2 separate regions of the Danio rerio genome follow, and region 2 is linked to region 1. Evidence: chromatin contacts called from public Micro-C data. All regions are on one chromosome and are shown on one strand. The core of a region is the stretch at or near the end of the contact, and the rest is flanking DNA. Distances in the headings are between cores, read along the strand shown. Region 1 holds the start of plk3 (polo-like kinase 3 (Drosophila)). Region 2 overlaps rasal2 (RAS protein activator like 2).

Region 1 (7,925 bases), core at 3,920-6,419:
ACATGGCAATGAGTGTAAACACTACTTTTATGTTTTCACAGAGGCTTTAACACTCTAGTCAAAGATTTGGATGGGAAGAACCATCAAATGACAATCAACAACCTTTTATTCCCCATTATTGCAGCAGAGAGTAGTAAAAAGGTTTGTCACTCTTTTATTTATCTATTTTTAAGTGGTTCTGTTTTGTCTGATCGATAGATAAAATAGATGAACACCATTGTGAAATTGGTTTGTTTACAGATAAAAACAGACATGGTACTTATCATGTGCAAGAAGAAATCAGCAAAGAAGTGGGACTGCTTGACACAAGTTGAAAAACAGTCTAAAGAGAAAGAGTAAGTAAAATCCACACACTTTAATTTTTATTTTGTGTTTCTTTTTACATTTGTATACAAAAGCAAGAAAAATTAAAACATAACAAAGAAATGTATATTTAAACATTGATACATTGTTATGTTTGTATAAAATGTTTTTTTCTTTTAAGTAAAAAAAAAATTATTTATATTTGCATATTTTAAAGTGTGTGAGACACTCGGGACAGTAGACAGAATCGTTACTAGACTGGGGTGCGTTTCCCAAACAACGGCGTAACTCGCAGCTGAACTATTATAGTATGATGCATCGTTTAGAAAAGAAAGATGTAGTGACCAGTGTTTCCCAAAACCGTTGTTTCTCTGTCGCAGATCCATCGTTTGAACCACGTTGGTTATAAAGTAAAACGCCCAAAATGATGCTCTAAATGGGGTGGAGTAACTACTTCTTTAGAGAAGAATAGTATAGAATCATAATTTCTTTGTGCAAATTATTTTGTTTTACACGCATACAAAAAATCATGCACACAATTCCCATATTAATTGAAATATTGAAATAATTCACAGTTATCCCCTACAGTTATTCCCTATACATCTAGAGCATTCTAACATTTACACTTTGAATTTTTTTTTTTTTTAAGCATTAAAGTGAATAGTGAATCAAAGTATTTTTACATCTCAGTTTTAGCGATCTTTATGTTTAAAATTGTGCTCCCTTTGTAGTGCACTTTAAAAACATTGATGCCATTTGGAACACAGTCGTGGCTCATGGCGAAAGTTAAAGGTTTAATTTATAGTGGGTTTTTTATTAAGTATCTGTATTGTATATGACATGGGCCTGTTGGTTAGAACATTTCTGCAGAGGTTTGCATTTCAATTTGTAAAAGTAGACTTTTCAAAAAAGAAAAAATATATAAACAATATCCTGCTTAATAATAATTAAAATTATTAATATTATTAAAGTAGGATTTTTTTCATTTCAGACTTTTCAAAAAAGAAAAAATAAACAAACGATATCCTGCTTAATAATAATAATAATTAAAATTATTAATATTATTAAAGTAGGATTTTTTTCATTTCCTAATAAATAATAAATATTAAATTTCATTTCTTAATAAATAGCCTATTTATTTATTTATGTGATTTATATATGAGATGTTAGCTTTCTGTAAGTGATTTTATGTTTTAGAATAGAATATGTAATATTCTCAATAATTTTTATAAAGGATTATAGGCTCTATATGTGCCATTTTAATATATTTCAATTAATATGAAAAAACGTATGCATGATTTTACCAAAATTTAGATTTTTTTTATGCATGTAAAACAATATAATTTGCACAAAGAAATGATTGGATTCTTCTCTAAAGAAATAGTTGTCCACCCCATTTAGAGCATCATTATGGGTGTTTTATGTCATAACCAATGTGATTCAAATGAAGTATCTGCGACAGAGAAACTATGGCTTTTGGGAAACACTGGTCACTCTATCGTTCATTTCCCAAATGATGCATCAAACTATGATAGTTCAGCCACAAGTTATGTTGTTGTTTGGGAAACACAACCCCAATACAGCCAAGAGACTCCAACATGACGGCAGCATCAAATTATGATCAAATTATGAAGCTAAAAGAAAAGTCTGTTTGTAACATCATGGAAGCAGGCATTTATGTAGGTACAACCCAACGAAAAAATTTTTTATGTCATCAGTTTGTCAAGTCAGACACCTTTTGTTTTGCAATAAAATACCTGCACATTTTGCGTACTGCTATTGTTGTTTGCATTTCACTTTTTTGGTCATTATACTTTTTTAAAACATTTAATATATTTACATTCTAGATTCACAGACATTGTTTTTGACACATTATTTAAGATGTGTGACTAAAAAAATAGCTATTAACCTTCTTTTTTGGTAGGGCCAATAAAATTTTGGCAGGGCAAGTAAAAATCTGAACTGCAGGCCCAATCTGGCCAGTAGAATTAATCCTTAGTGTTGAACCCTTATATATTTAAAATAGTATTTTGTGCTTATTTGAATTAAAACTTGAAAGAAAGATTTGTCTGCAGAATACATTATTATCAGGATAACATCAGCATTATACTACATTTGGCTCATATAAAAGATAACTTCATAGTAACTGTTATGTTTCAGTAAACCAAGCATGGGTGAGAACGCTGATCCGAGTGAGGGTCTGATGAGTGTGCTAAAGAAAATCTACACAGATGGTGACGACGAGATGAAACGCACCATCAACAAGGCCTGGGTTGAGTCTCAGGAGAAGAAGGCCAAACCAGATGATTTTGACTTCTAAGCCAGATAAATAACCTGCTTTCACAGTGAAGCGCCCAAATCCAGCTGCTCCACTCTACACATCATTCCACTTCATTGCAATGATTTTACAGAATTTTTTTACTGTTAATTATGGCTGTTAATGAAATGTTTGTGTAAAAAGTGCTTTAAATGGGTCATATCCCCACTGTAATTTTATGTTGTTTCACAGGTATTCATATTCAGTGCGTTGTCATAAACTTATTTTTGCACTTAGGAAAACAAAATAAAAGCTCTGTAAATGTATTATCTTGTCTTGTGTTTTTTTAAAGATGCATAAATTGACATATATAAGACAATCATGCGTAAAAACAAGTAAATGATGGGCCATTTTAGTGCGTCCAACTCCAATATCTGATTTCCCGCTACTTTTTTCAGATACTAGTGTATTTTCCATTTTGATTTTTGTCAGCTGCTAGTGCTTATTTTTTATTTATTAGTATTGTTTAGATCAGTGGTTCTCAAACTGTGGTACGTGTACCACTAGTGGTACGCGGAGAAATGAAATGTCATGTACATGCTACACACATTTCAAAATGTATCAAAAATTATGTATATAATATGTAATATATGACATATAGCCTATATTTCAGAGGTAATCTGCCACGTTTTTTAACTGTGCAGAGATGTAGCTGCTTAACTGGGCCAACTACGCTACTGTATTTCAATGCTGCTCATTTTACTGGTGGTACTTGAAGAGACAATTTTTTTCTGAGGTGGTACTTGATGAATAAAGTTTGAGAACCACTGGTTTAGATACTATTTCCCATTAATGGGTTACAGCTGGAAAGGCATCCGCTGCATAAAACTTGCTGGATAACTTGCCGGTTCATCCCAACTGTGTGACCCTAAATTAATAAAAGGACTAAGCCGAAAAGAAAATGAATGAATGAGTGTTTAGATACTACTATCTTTGGAAACCTGATAGTGCTTGTTAAAGTAGTCACTAAGGTTAATTAAACCTGTTTAGACCCAAATACAATTTCTCATTTCTTACTCAGTACCTTTTAAATGCCTGTTTCTCCTCTATTTTGTAATATCTGGTTGAGTATAGGGCATCACAGTGTTTTCCAGTGTTGGGTTGCGCTGTGTAACACATATTCTGGGTAAGTTGGGGGTTCATTCTGCTGTGGTGACCCCAGATTAAAAAAAGGACTAAGCCGAAAAGAAAATGAATGGTTGAGAATAAGCTAACAATATAAGAGAAATTGTACAGGAAATCGAAAGAGATTGAATAAGATTCTGAGAAGGCAGGAGAATAAAAGGTGCAGGATAATAAAGGCAGGTGTAAATCAACAAATTGGAAGATGTGCTTTTGTCAGTAATATAAACACTGTCATTTTGAAAACATAAATCAGTACTAGTGTGAATAAGTTGTATTATATTCTTGTAACTGCTAAGAACATTTCAATGTGGTCATGTCATTGGCCCATGAACATTTCCTGCTTATTATCAAACTATTTCATAACAGCAACAAGAAGCAATTCAATCATAACTTAATGTTAAAACTCCAATCATAACATTACTTATCAATATGTGGCTCTTTTTGGATTCTCAGAAGCTGTAGAAGTTAAAAATGTAAAACAGGAAATGATTTGGAACTATTGTTTTTGTTTACATCCCTCAAAATGGTCTAAAATGAATACCTGTATATAATTAGTTCTAGTTTACAATTAAACTACTATATATAATTAAAAGGTACTAATATCAGATTAGTAGTAGTTATTTAATAAGTACTAGTATCTAATAAATAATTATTTTTTCCACTTCTGCAACTATAGTATTCCAAGTAATATTTCATCCTCAATTCTTATATACATTTTCACACTATGAATGACACTATATAGATGCTTTTTATATTTTAGGGTTAAAAATATATTTTGTTTCAGTGACTAAAATAAAAAGAAACAGAACATGATGTGCTTTTATAAGTTTCTCCTTGTTTGTTTATCATACACAAGGGGGCGCATGAATCCACAAGTTTCTCAGTTCCGTTCAGTACAGATGCATGTTTGTAGTGACGTAATTTGGCTTCGTCCTCATGATGTAAATACAGTATGTGTAGATGTAATTCGTGTTTATTTTTGTAAATATGTCTAATTTCATTTCTGAACGTTACATTAGGCTACGTGAGCAAATGTTATAAATATACAAATTTTATTATTAATATATATTGTCTATTTAATGAAACATTGAATTATGTGAAGATTTTGTCATGAAAAACAAATTATCACGTGGGAAAAACAAAACAAAAAAGTAACATCCATATCAGAAAGTTAAAACCGAAGAATACAGAAGCACTGTTTGTGTCACCCGGAGGTCCATAATCGCGTCAGCCGTGATAGGATGATGTGCTCTCGGCTTTTCATTCACTTTTCTTCTGCACTTTCATATGCGTCTCTCTGATCTTTGATTGAATCTCCAGTAGCCAATGACGTTGATTTATTCTAGACTTCCCCTTTCTGGCGCCCCACCTCTGCCCGTGACGTCATGGACAGTTTATATACTGCTGGGCTCCGGTACCCGGGCATGTTTGACTCGCACAGGACTAGAGAACTTCGCCAGACTTCAGGACTTCGCACAGAGGAGTTTATTTTCTAAGGAGAAGGATCTTTCTTAATGAATGGATCCTTCTTGTTTCACCACAGCTCAGCGTCTTTCGTGTAAAATAATGAATCCGGATATGTTCAAAGCGTCTCCAGCGGCTCCACCGCCCGCCAAGCCGAGCCGGAGTAAATCGGAGCACGTTAAGCCGGAGCTCGCGCAGGTGGTGGTGGACGCGAAGACCGGGAGGTCGTACTGTAAAGGAAAGCTCTTGGGAAAGGTACGGTGTTTTCTATTAACGGGATTTATTGGAGAGTTTTGATCACTGTATGTGTTGTCGCGTTGCTCAAACGTGTCTCGTGTTCGTCTCGTGTTTGGTGAGGTGTTCATCATGGGTGCACCAGAACCACTGGACCGCAGTCCGCCCTGTCCGGGTTTTTATACAATCTACCTGATGGTCATTGCAGCAATGCATGCAGCATTTCTTTCAAACGCCAAGACATCGCAATTGATTTGTGTTTGGGATTGAGAACTGGCTTTGTAATTTGATTTGATGTCTTGAAAGGATGAATGAATGAATGAATCAATGCATCAATGAAATGATGCTGTAATGCTTTATGATCACTGGAGCCAGTGACTATCGTCTCAGTTTCATTGGGTTGTTTTCAAAACAAGGCTCTTATATGAATTAAGCGATCGATTATTGGAAGTCTTGTCGATCCTGGGCTTTAAAGTGCCGCATCATTGTGCGATGCTGTAAGGAGGGCTTGGTCGACTGGGAAAAGAATACGTCATTCCTTTGTACATGTTTTAGGTCCAGGTTCTGAAATTAATCAAACTTTGATGCAAAAATGCCTCCCATGTTTGGTTTCTGGAGATAAAGAATTTGGTTAAAGATGCATGTTAAATGGGTTGAAAGTGCAGAGTTCTAATGCATCACATGTGAAGGATAATTTGTCAGCTATAGAATTGCTTAACTGGAATTGATTTATTAACGTTTTTAATATCTTATTTTATATTTGTGTATGTTATCACATACAATTCTACAGTCATCGGAGTACATGTCTCACAGAGGGAGCCACAAGGGACTGCCTAAGAGAATGAATAGAAAATGTTCTACTAAAAATCTTAAGGATTTTATGCATTTTAGAATGAATGATGAATACCAAAATTTGAAGTTCAACACATTGAATAGAAGAAATATATTTATAAGTTTAAATGACTATATAGGATGTAACTGAATTATTCCAATATCAATGAAACGAGTGACAAATCTATAGACTCCCAAACTTGCTGCCTAGACCACATTCTTTAGTCATGCTGAAAACATGAACAAAATGTTCAACAACACCCAAAATCTCTAAAGATGTTGCTTCTGCAGGCAGGAAACTGTTCTTTCAGTTTGTCATTGAGTTTGCACAGTCACCTGCTGCTGATCGTTGAAGTTAATCATCATCTTGCATTGAAATCCCCTGCAATGTTTCCTGTTGACGCATTCTGAGTGATTTATATATTGTGCCTTTTGATGTTTAGGGTGGTTTTGCACGGTGCTATGAGATGACTGATCTTGCAAACAACAAGATGTATGCGGTGAAGGTTATTCCTCAAAGCAGAGTCTCAAAGCCACACCAGAGGGAGAAGGTAAATTAACAACCTAGCACAAAGTAGAATCCTCATATTTCCAGCCCCCTCTCTAATGCTTATTCATCATTTTCATTGTAGATCATTAATGAAATCGAGCTCCACAAAAGCCTCCAACACAAGCATGTAGTGAAGTTCTCTCATCATTTTGAGGACCAAGACAATATTTACATCTTCCTTGAGCTCTGCAGCAGAAAGGTGAGTTGTTTCAACCAAGAACAGGTTTCATTTGGGGACTGAAGCTACATGATCTAATCTTACTCTTCGATGTTTGCAGTCTCTGGCACACATTTGGAAAGCAAGACACACGTTGACCGATCCAGAAGTACGTTACTACCTCAGACAGATCATTTCTTCACTCAAATACCTCCACAACAAAGGCATCCTCCACAGAGACCTCAAACTAGGTAGCGTTTTTGATTCCTCTGTCTGCTGTTTACTTCCTAGTGTGATGGTCGTCAAATGTACTGGGTTTAAATATGCTGCTTTTGTTTTTGCAGGAAATTTTTTTGTGAATGAAAACATGGAGTTGAGATTGGGTGATTTTGGCCTGGCAGCAAAGCTGGAGACAGTCGAGCAGAGGAAGAAGTGAGTTTGCTTGCCTTCAGTGTTCATAAATTCAATAGTAACTTATTAAAGCGGTGTGTTGATTGAAATCTGTTTGTGTGTTTGCAGGACCATCTGTGGGACGCCAAACTACCTTGCGCCAGAGGTCTTAAACAGACAAGGCCATGGGACAGAGTCAGATGTTTGGTCGCTGGGTTGTGTAATGTAAGTCTTATCAACACTACAGTAGGGTTATTAGGGTTATTGTTTTGTAAACTGTGGTTCACGAATGCATTGATGAAGTTAATAATTTAATGAGAAAAAAAGTAAAGATGGAATGTTTAATGCATAAAAGAATTACTAAATAAATTAAAACTTTTTTTTACCTTTTTAAAGGGTGTCTAGTAACATTCAGTTACTATTGTAGCCTTGATAAATGTATTTATGATGTGTATATATATTGCATGTTTAATTTAATTTGTACTTTTTATTATATATAAGTGTATTAAATTGTTTAGTATTTTAAAATTAATGAAACTTGGCAGCTTGTTTGT
Region 2 (7,925 bases), core at 2,619-5,118, 190 kb after region 1:
ATTTATACCTGGTTAAGAACAAGTTTCAATGATGACATTTGTGTCTTGTTTGTTTTTAGCTAGAGAAAATAATTTTGCCTGTTCACATTCATCCACATAATCATTTCAATTTCATAATCATTTTTTTTTGGTTGTTTGCGGTATGTATTTAATATATATATATATATATATATATATATATATATATATATATATATATATATATATATATATATATATATATATATATATATATATATATTTTATTTATTTTATTTTTTTTGATGTTTTACTTAGTTTTTGTTCATTTTTTTATTTGTTTATTTTTTATTAAAATGCTTTTATTTATATGCTTATTTTTTATTTGCTTATGTTTGTTTATTTATGCTTGTTTATTTATATGTTTGTTTGTTTCTATATTTATATTTATGTATTATTTCCATTCTTATTTTATTATATGATTATTTTATTTTTGTTTAATTATGTTTGTTTCTTTATATGTTTGTTTATTTATTTTCATATTTATGTATTTTTGTTAGTTTTTTTATGTTTTTATTTATGATAATTTATAGATTTATTTTTTTGCTTATTTATTTGCAAATTTATATATTTATGTATTTTTTCTGTTTATTTTTATTAATATGTTTATTTTATTTATATGATTATCTTTTTTTATTTATGTTTGTTCATTTATTTATATATTAGTATTATGTATTATTTTCATGTTTATTTTTATCATGTTGTTTATTTAATAGTTTTTTTTTATTTGTTTATTTATTTGAAGTTTATCAATTGTCTAAATGTTTACATAACTTTTACAAATGTAGAAATCACATTTACAAAATTAGCCATCCTCATCTGGGGGGTTTTCTCCTTGGAAATTCTGGTGGATCAAAAATACTGAAGAGGTTGAAATTTAGATAAGACATTTGAGATGGTTTCAGTTAATACTTGTTTCGTTTTATGTAAAAACATTTTTAATCATCTAATGTAGCCCATGAGTTATTTTAAAGACTTTGGGAAAAAAAGTATAGAAAATGAACACAGTGTAAGAATTTAGGGAAACGTTTTTAATTTATGCTGTACATGGAGGCTTAGGAATCTAAATCCTCACTGAGCTTCAAGTCAGATCTCTGGCTTTTCCTTTAGAGACTTCTGTATATAAATAAATCTACTTCTTCATGTCTCTTAATTCCAGTAATTGGTGGCTAAAATATAAAAAGAATTGTTCCTTAGCAACCTCTGTTGAATAGATATAAAAATACTTTCAATAAACCATGGAAATACATTGAACTTAAAGCGCATTAATCCAGTGTGTTGCATTTCACCACAGTATTCATTTGACTATGTTTTTCTAATGCTTTTAAACAGTTGACATAGTTATGCACAATATTGCTGCAAATTAAATGAATAGAGTCTGCAATGTGTAGTCTTCCATATGCAATCAGTTCAGTGAGATGTAAATGAGAATTCTCAGCTCTGAACACACTATTGAGGTCTTTCCAAAGGCAAGGATAAAGGCCTTTGAGAGGCTGTTCCATCTGCTGGTTTTGAGAAATCTCTGATCCTCCATGTTCACTGGCCTTTTTCTCTCCCCTGAGAGAAGCTGGGATTTGCACATAGCTGCTATGAACAGGCGCAGGTGAAGCCCTCGAATGTCGAGGTGCGTAATCTGGGTAGTATGCAATTACGACTCCCAAAATAAATGCGTGACAAGCTGAGATGTTGCTGAATGATGAGGCTAAAATAATAACAATTATAATAATAATACATAAATGTTAAATAATATGCAGCTAATTTAGAACGTGGTGGTGTAGAACTTTGCTTGTTTGTTTAGTCACTTAATTTCGCTTTTTTTATTTGGCAAATCTCTTTTACAGACTTGTGTGCAAACAGCAATACAGTTTAGTTTTGTTTTAGGCAAATCTCTTTTTTCAAACTTGCATACAAATTGCATGAAGTTTTTTTTTTCATTTCATTTAGTTGTATTTATATACATTTACAGATTTCATTATATATTGTTTCATTTAATTTATTTTTCTGTGGGGTTTTGTTGGCTTTTTTCTTTTTTCTTTATGTAAACTAAGTAACAGGCTATAATGGCAGAGACTTACTGAAAGTTAGTTATTTGTTTTGTGTCTCCACACTTGCGTACAAATTGCACTTCAGTGATTATTATTATTATTTTACTTTTATATTTTAATTTTTTTATTTTTTAAATACTATAAAGCAGGGGTGGGCAAACTCGGTCCTGGAGGGCAGGTGTCCTGCATAGTTTAGCTGCAACACTAATCAAACACACCTAAACATGCTAATAAGTGTTCTCAAGATCACTAGAAATCTATAAGCAGGTGTGTGTGATTAGAGTTGGAGCTAAACTCTGCAGAACACCGGCCCTCCAAGACCGAGTTTGCCCACCCTAAAGTGTGTAAGCAAAGTAACGGACTGTAATAAACTTGTCTATTAACAAAAAAAAAATAGTTTTGTTTTTTGCTCTGCTGTGTTGTTTTGTTGTTTTTGGTTTCTTTTTGTTGTTTCTTTGTGTTTTATAGTTTTTTGATTTTGTGTTGTTGTTTTTTTTGTGTGTGTGTGTGTGTGTGTTTTGTTTTGTTGTTCTTTGTTTCTTTTTTGTTGTCTTGCTGTTGTTGTTTTTTTTGTTTTTGTTGTGTTTAAGTTTTTTGTTGTTTTTTTGTTTTTGTTATGTTGTTTTTTGTTGTGTTATTGTTTTTTGTTGTTGTGTTTTTGTTTTTTATGTTGTCTTTTGTTGTTTTTTTGTTGTCGTTTTTTGCTTTGTGTTTTTTGTGTGTTTTTGTTATTTTTTGTAATGTTTTGTTGTTTTGTTGTGTTTTTGTTGTTTTTTTGTTGGGTTTTGTTGTATTGTTTCTTGTTTTGTGTTGTGTTTTTGTTGTTTTGTGTTTTGTTTTGCTATTGTCTCTTTTCCAGACTTGCTTACAAATTGCACTGCAATTATTTGTTTGTTTATTTATTTTGAAATGCTACAAAGTGTGTAAACTGACAGACAAATGACCAAGCACCCAGAGAAAAACATGAGAGATTCTGCATCAACACATTTAACAAATATTGAATCATCATTATCTACTCAAGCATTTCTGTGATGTTTTTAAGATTAAGTTTAACGATTATAGACCTTAAACTTTTGTGTTTGTGTGTTTTCCCTATTATAACTCAATTTAATTTAGTTTTTCATATTTCAAAAACGTTGAGCAGGATGTATGATAATTTCACCATGTAAAAATCTAAAGATACAGTAAACCTCCCTCTATTTATAATGTATTATGCTGTTCATATTCTTTATTCGTTGTACATCTGTTGATTTATTTAATGTAGCATAATTTCACAAAGCTACAGTCAAATCTTTTATTGTGAAATTACACTATCTAATTTCAATTTTGTTTTAATTAAATACGTTTTTAGAAAAATTGAAATATGAATCAGCAAATGTCGCTTTGCTTTCAAAATCAAAACTGGCCATAAAAAAATGAAGATTGGCTCATCATTAGTATAAATAATGATAATAAAGACACAGGGCTTAAAAATAGTTAATTAATTAAATTGCGAGTAGCACTATCTTTACACTTTGGTAATGCAACTGTTGGCATTATCAGACGAGTCTATTTTTAAGTCCCTCATGCCTGGAGAGTCTCAATATGCGTCGATAATTATGAAAGATATTGTGTTTCATCAGAGGGAGTTGTCAACTGTTTTCCAACAGCTTCGCACGTCTCTTAATGGCATATGAGATCTCTGGAGAAGCCGCTTCATATCACCCGTCCATATGTTATCCGCTGCCACTGTGCTGCTGAGCGCGAGCTGTCGTCTCCACACAAACAGACAGGCTTTAGATTGGACCGTCTCCACTTCCACTCCTACACATTTCACCTCCATCTCTCCACAGCCGCCTTGAGTGGCGCTCCGCCAGCACTTCTCCAAACACCCATTAAAGCATGTCTGTTTACACAGTTGTATGCTTGTTTGCAGAGCAGTAAATAGAAGAACGGTTTGTGACGTTAGCAATGTTGGGCACAATCGGGCTCTTTCTCTCAGATTCTTTTGTTCACACTTATGGCTGGGCGAAAAGTCACAATATACATTTGGATTTTGATTTATTTGATTTATTTATTTATTTATTGAAATGTGTTTTTTGAATGTTGTATATAATGAAGCAACACTGTGAGTGTCTCATGGGCTATTACATGGATAATTCAATCCTAAATTGCATTTCTGTCATCGTTTAATCGCCCTTATATCATTGCTAAATGGTATGACGTGCTTTTTTCCATGGAAAACAAGCAGGGATGTGTTGCAATACTTGATGCAAGGTGCTTTTTTCATTAAAAATTAAAGGGAAAGTTCACCCAAATAAGAAAAGTTGCTGTTTGTTTATTCTCTCCCTCAGAAAATTCAAGATAGGATTTTATTTCTTCATTATTACAGTAAGGGCAGTTTTTATCTGCAAAAGTGGTCCGTGAAGATTCATTTAAGTCAGTAGTTATAGGTTAATAGTTAAGTTAATAGTTTGCTGAAACAGTGGATAAAATAATGTTTAATTGTTTGATTTCTTTCACAGACCAGTTATTTCTCTTTATTAAGAGCCACCGATATTAAATGTGTTAAAAAAATTTAATCAAACATTTTTTTTTGTCATTTAGTTTTTATTTATTATAATTTATTTTTTTATTATAGATTTTAATGTTTTCTCTTGTCATTACATTTTTTTTATTTAAATTTAAATTTTACATTTATTTTAATTATAGATTTAATTTTTGTTTTAATTTAAATTTTATATTTAAGTTATTTTATATTTTTATTTTAATTAATTTAAATTGTATTTAAATTTTTATTATATATTTAAATGTCTATTTTTATTTATTTATTTATTTTAATTAATTATTTTTATATTAACCTTTTATTATAGATTTAAATGTTTTAAACCTAGCCTTGCTTTCAAAATGGCATATTTTAAAAGATTTGACTATATTTGATTATATTTTTCTAGATTTGATTGTATTTTGCAGGTTCTCTATTTTGGTCAGTTTGTTGTTTTTCTAAATCTCTATCTTTGCACTCCTCCTTCAGATCTCATGTAGTTTAAGAACAAGTGTTATTTTTCTGTCAGCCCTGTTTGCTTTCATCTTAACATTGCTTCAGGCTGATCTTAGTAAAGCAAGCGGAGATGCAGCAGTCACACCCGTCCTCTCGAGACACATTGCGTCACTTTCCTCTGCGTCTGTGTGCTCTCCATTTAGTCAGGACGCCTGGGAAAAAACTGTAGAGCGGCCACAGTTGTCTGATTGGGAGTGACATGAGGGGCGGACTGACCTCTGATCCCCGACCCCTGACCTGCAGCTTTTTCTGAGTCTCACTCTGGTCAAGCGCACAGCAGACCCGTCACTCACAACTGACTGATGGAGGTCTAAATGATCAATTAATAGACAAGGGGGAATCGTAAGGCTTTTTGCTCGGAATGCAATCTGACAAAGTATTTCCAATTGTCAGTATCTGAAATGTGACTGTTCCCAAAATGCATTTTTCTTGTACTTTTCTAGAAATGAGTTGAAACTGAGAAAGCATCTAATTGTAAAAAAAATTATAAAATGCAGATGTTTGTTTGTTTGTTTGTTTGTTTGTTTGTTTGTTCTCTTAAAAATCACATCATTAAAAATTGAGTGCTTTTAAAGGGTTAGTTCACCCAAAACTGAAAATTTACACATTTACTCATCCTCAAATAGTTTAAAAGCTTTATATGAGTTTCTTTATTCATTCAAACGCAACAGAAGACATTTTGAAGAACGCTGAAAAACTGTAACCAATGGCTTCCATAGTATTTGTTTTTTCCTGCTGTGGAAGTCAATGGTTACAGGTATCCTGTGGTCTTCAAAATATCTCCTTGTGTTCAACTAAATAAAGATAATACTGAATATTTAAAAGTGTGCTGAAAACCGATAACCGTTGTATTCCATAGTATTTGCTTTTTCCTACTTTGGAAGTCAATTGTTACAGGTTTCCAGTGGGCTTTAATATATCTTCGTTTGTTCAACTGAATAAAGAATTTTTTTTTCAGTTATTAAAATGAAAATATTTTGAAGAATGCTGAAAACCGGTAACTAATGACTTGCATAATATATATATATATATATATATATATATATATATATATATATATATATATATATATATTTTTTTTTTTTTTTTTGTTACTATAGAAGTCAATGGTTACTGGTTTCCATATTTCTTTGTTCAGAAGAGGAAAGAAAGTCAAACCGTTTGGAACAAGTGAATGTTGAGTTATTGATTACAGATTTTCAGATTTGGGTGAACTACCCCTTTAAAAGAGGTAGATTTGATGAAAAGCATGAGTAATGTTGTAAACTAGTTTAACGCTGCCCTCTACAGGTGTCTGTGTGTAGAACAGCCTACTTTTAAATTACTGCTCTTCTAAAGTAGACTCAACATTGTAACTCATAATGCACTTTCGTCATCACACATGGTTTAGCATGACATTTTGAAATAAATAAATTGAAAAATATTCTTTTAGAGATAATCTTAGTGTAAATTCAATATCAATACATTTTAATGTCAGCTTTGTTTCAGTTATTGAATATGAGGTCAAGATAATTTTTGGTTGTAATTAAATCTACCAATAATGTAATAGTGCTGTTAAGTGTAATTAAAAGAAACTGTTTGCAGAAAATATAGTGGTGCCACTATTTACACAATTAATCCGTTTTGATAAATGCACTACATTTTGCATTTACATAACTTACATGCTCTATATAAACCGCTTTTAACAGTCTATTCAATGTTTTTATTTTTTATTAATCATCGGTTATTTTAATACATCAGCACAAATACAGTCTTAACTATAGAGTAGGAAAAAAATGGAAAATTTACAAAGAAGTAAACAGGATAATACAGTCAGGCTAAGAGCTAAAACAAACACCATAGAATGGAAAATCAAGATAAAATACTAATGTAATGCCAAAAAGGTGTCCATAGCTTCCAAAAGTCATCTGACTTTTGATATGTCATAGGTGAGTTTCTTGAGTGGAAATAGCATACATACTTAAGACAACAACATTTTAAAGGAGGGTGTCTATTCAATTTTTTCAAAATAAATACAATTTAGCATTCTTTATTTTTTTTTTCGGCAAAATATATATGGTAGTAAAATGTTTAGTTAAGATTTTCAGCAAGTGTTTTAAGCATAATGTGTCTTATAATTTACATAATTTTTTCTTAACCAGCACCTCATCATTTTACAGTCCCTCCAGGATTTTGAGTGTCTAATGTGAATGTCTAATGGCATATGTTCTGAGAAAAGCCCATCAATCATATAATATAATATAATATAATATATATATATATATATATGAACGCGAGTGTGTGTGTGTGTGTGTGTGTGTGTGTGTGCGTGCGTGTGTGTGTGCGTGCGTGTGCGTGCGTGTGCGTGTGTGTGCGTGTGCGTGCGCGTGTGTGTGTGTGTGTGTGTGTGTGTGTGTGTGTGTGTGTGTGTGCGTGTGTGTGTGTGTGTGTGTGTGTGTGTGTGTGAGGACTACAAATTGCCGGACTCAGTAAAAAAAACTCTAAACAAATTGCAAAGTATTGTTCTGTATCTGCAATAATAGGCAGTCTTCATGTGTGGAGAAGACGATGCCATCTCTATCCTTAATCCATTTGCTTAATACTGCACGTAGAGTGGATTGAGTGTCTAGTGCCACGCAAAAGATCATCAATGGTTGCATGCTGCTTTTATTGTGAAACATTATGGGCTCTTTACGATTATTTGGATGCTGTGTTGTTTTAATAGTATTAGTCATTCCAAATAAAATGAATCAAATGTGTGTGTGTGTGTGTGTGTGTGTGTGTGTGTGTCTGTGTGTGTGTGTCTGTGTGTGTGATCAGTAGAGATTATCTGTCTGTGTTAT

The links. A called contact is a pair of places that touch in the nucleus more often than the background predicts.
Region 2: a Micro-C map of caudal fin shows a contact between it and region 1, with 7 times the contacts expected there. The contact joins the enhancer-like site here to the promoter of plk3 in region 1. A contact is called at or near these places in 3 of 18 Hi-C or Micro-C datasets (caudal fin, hematopoietic stem cells and an unstated tissue) and 2 of 4 datasets of contacts at active chromatin or transcription factors (embryo and gastrula embryo).

The regions. Positions count from the first base shown.
Region 1 is chr2:38,574,152-38,582,076 of GRCz12tu, forward strand. It overlaps plk3 (polo-like kinase 3 (Drosophila)), which reads left to right and starts at 5,170. Exons shown (of 15, transcript NM_201308.2): 1 at 5,170-5,464; 2 at 6,718-6,825; 3 at 6,907-7,023; 4 at 7,103-7,232; 5 at 7,326-7,413; 6 at 7,501-7,596. The coding sequence starts at 5,264. It overlaps cacybp (calcyclin binding protein), which reads left to right. Exons shown (of 6, transcript NM_212887.1): 4 at 42-141; 5 at 241-335; 6 at 2,464-2,886. The coding sequence ends at 2,623.
Region 2 is chr2:38,761,238-38,769,162 of GRCz12tu, forward strand. All of the region lies in intron 1 of rasal2 (RAS protein activator like 2), which reads left to right. Among named protein-coding and RNA genes, the nearest start is that of rasal2, 57 kb to the left of the region's middle. Within about 2 kb of position 3,869, at least 35 of the 62 cell types and tissues checked have an H3K27ac peak or open chromatin away from gene starts, as enhancers often do. A contact at or near this core is called in caudal fin, where this site is marked.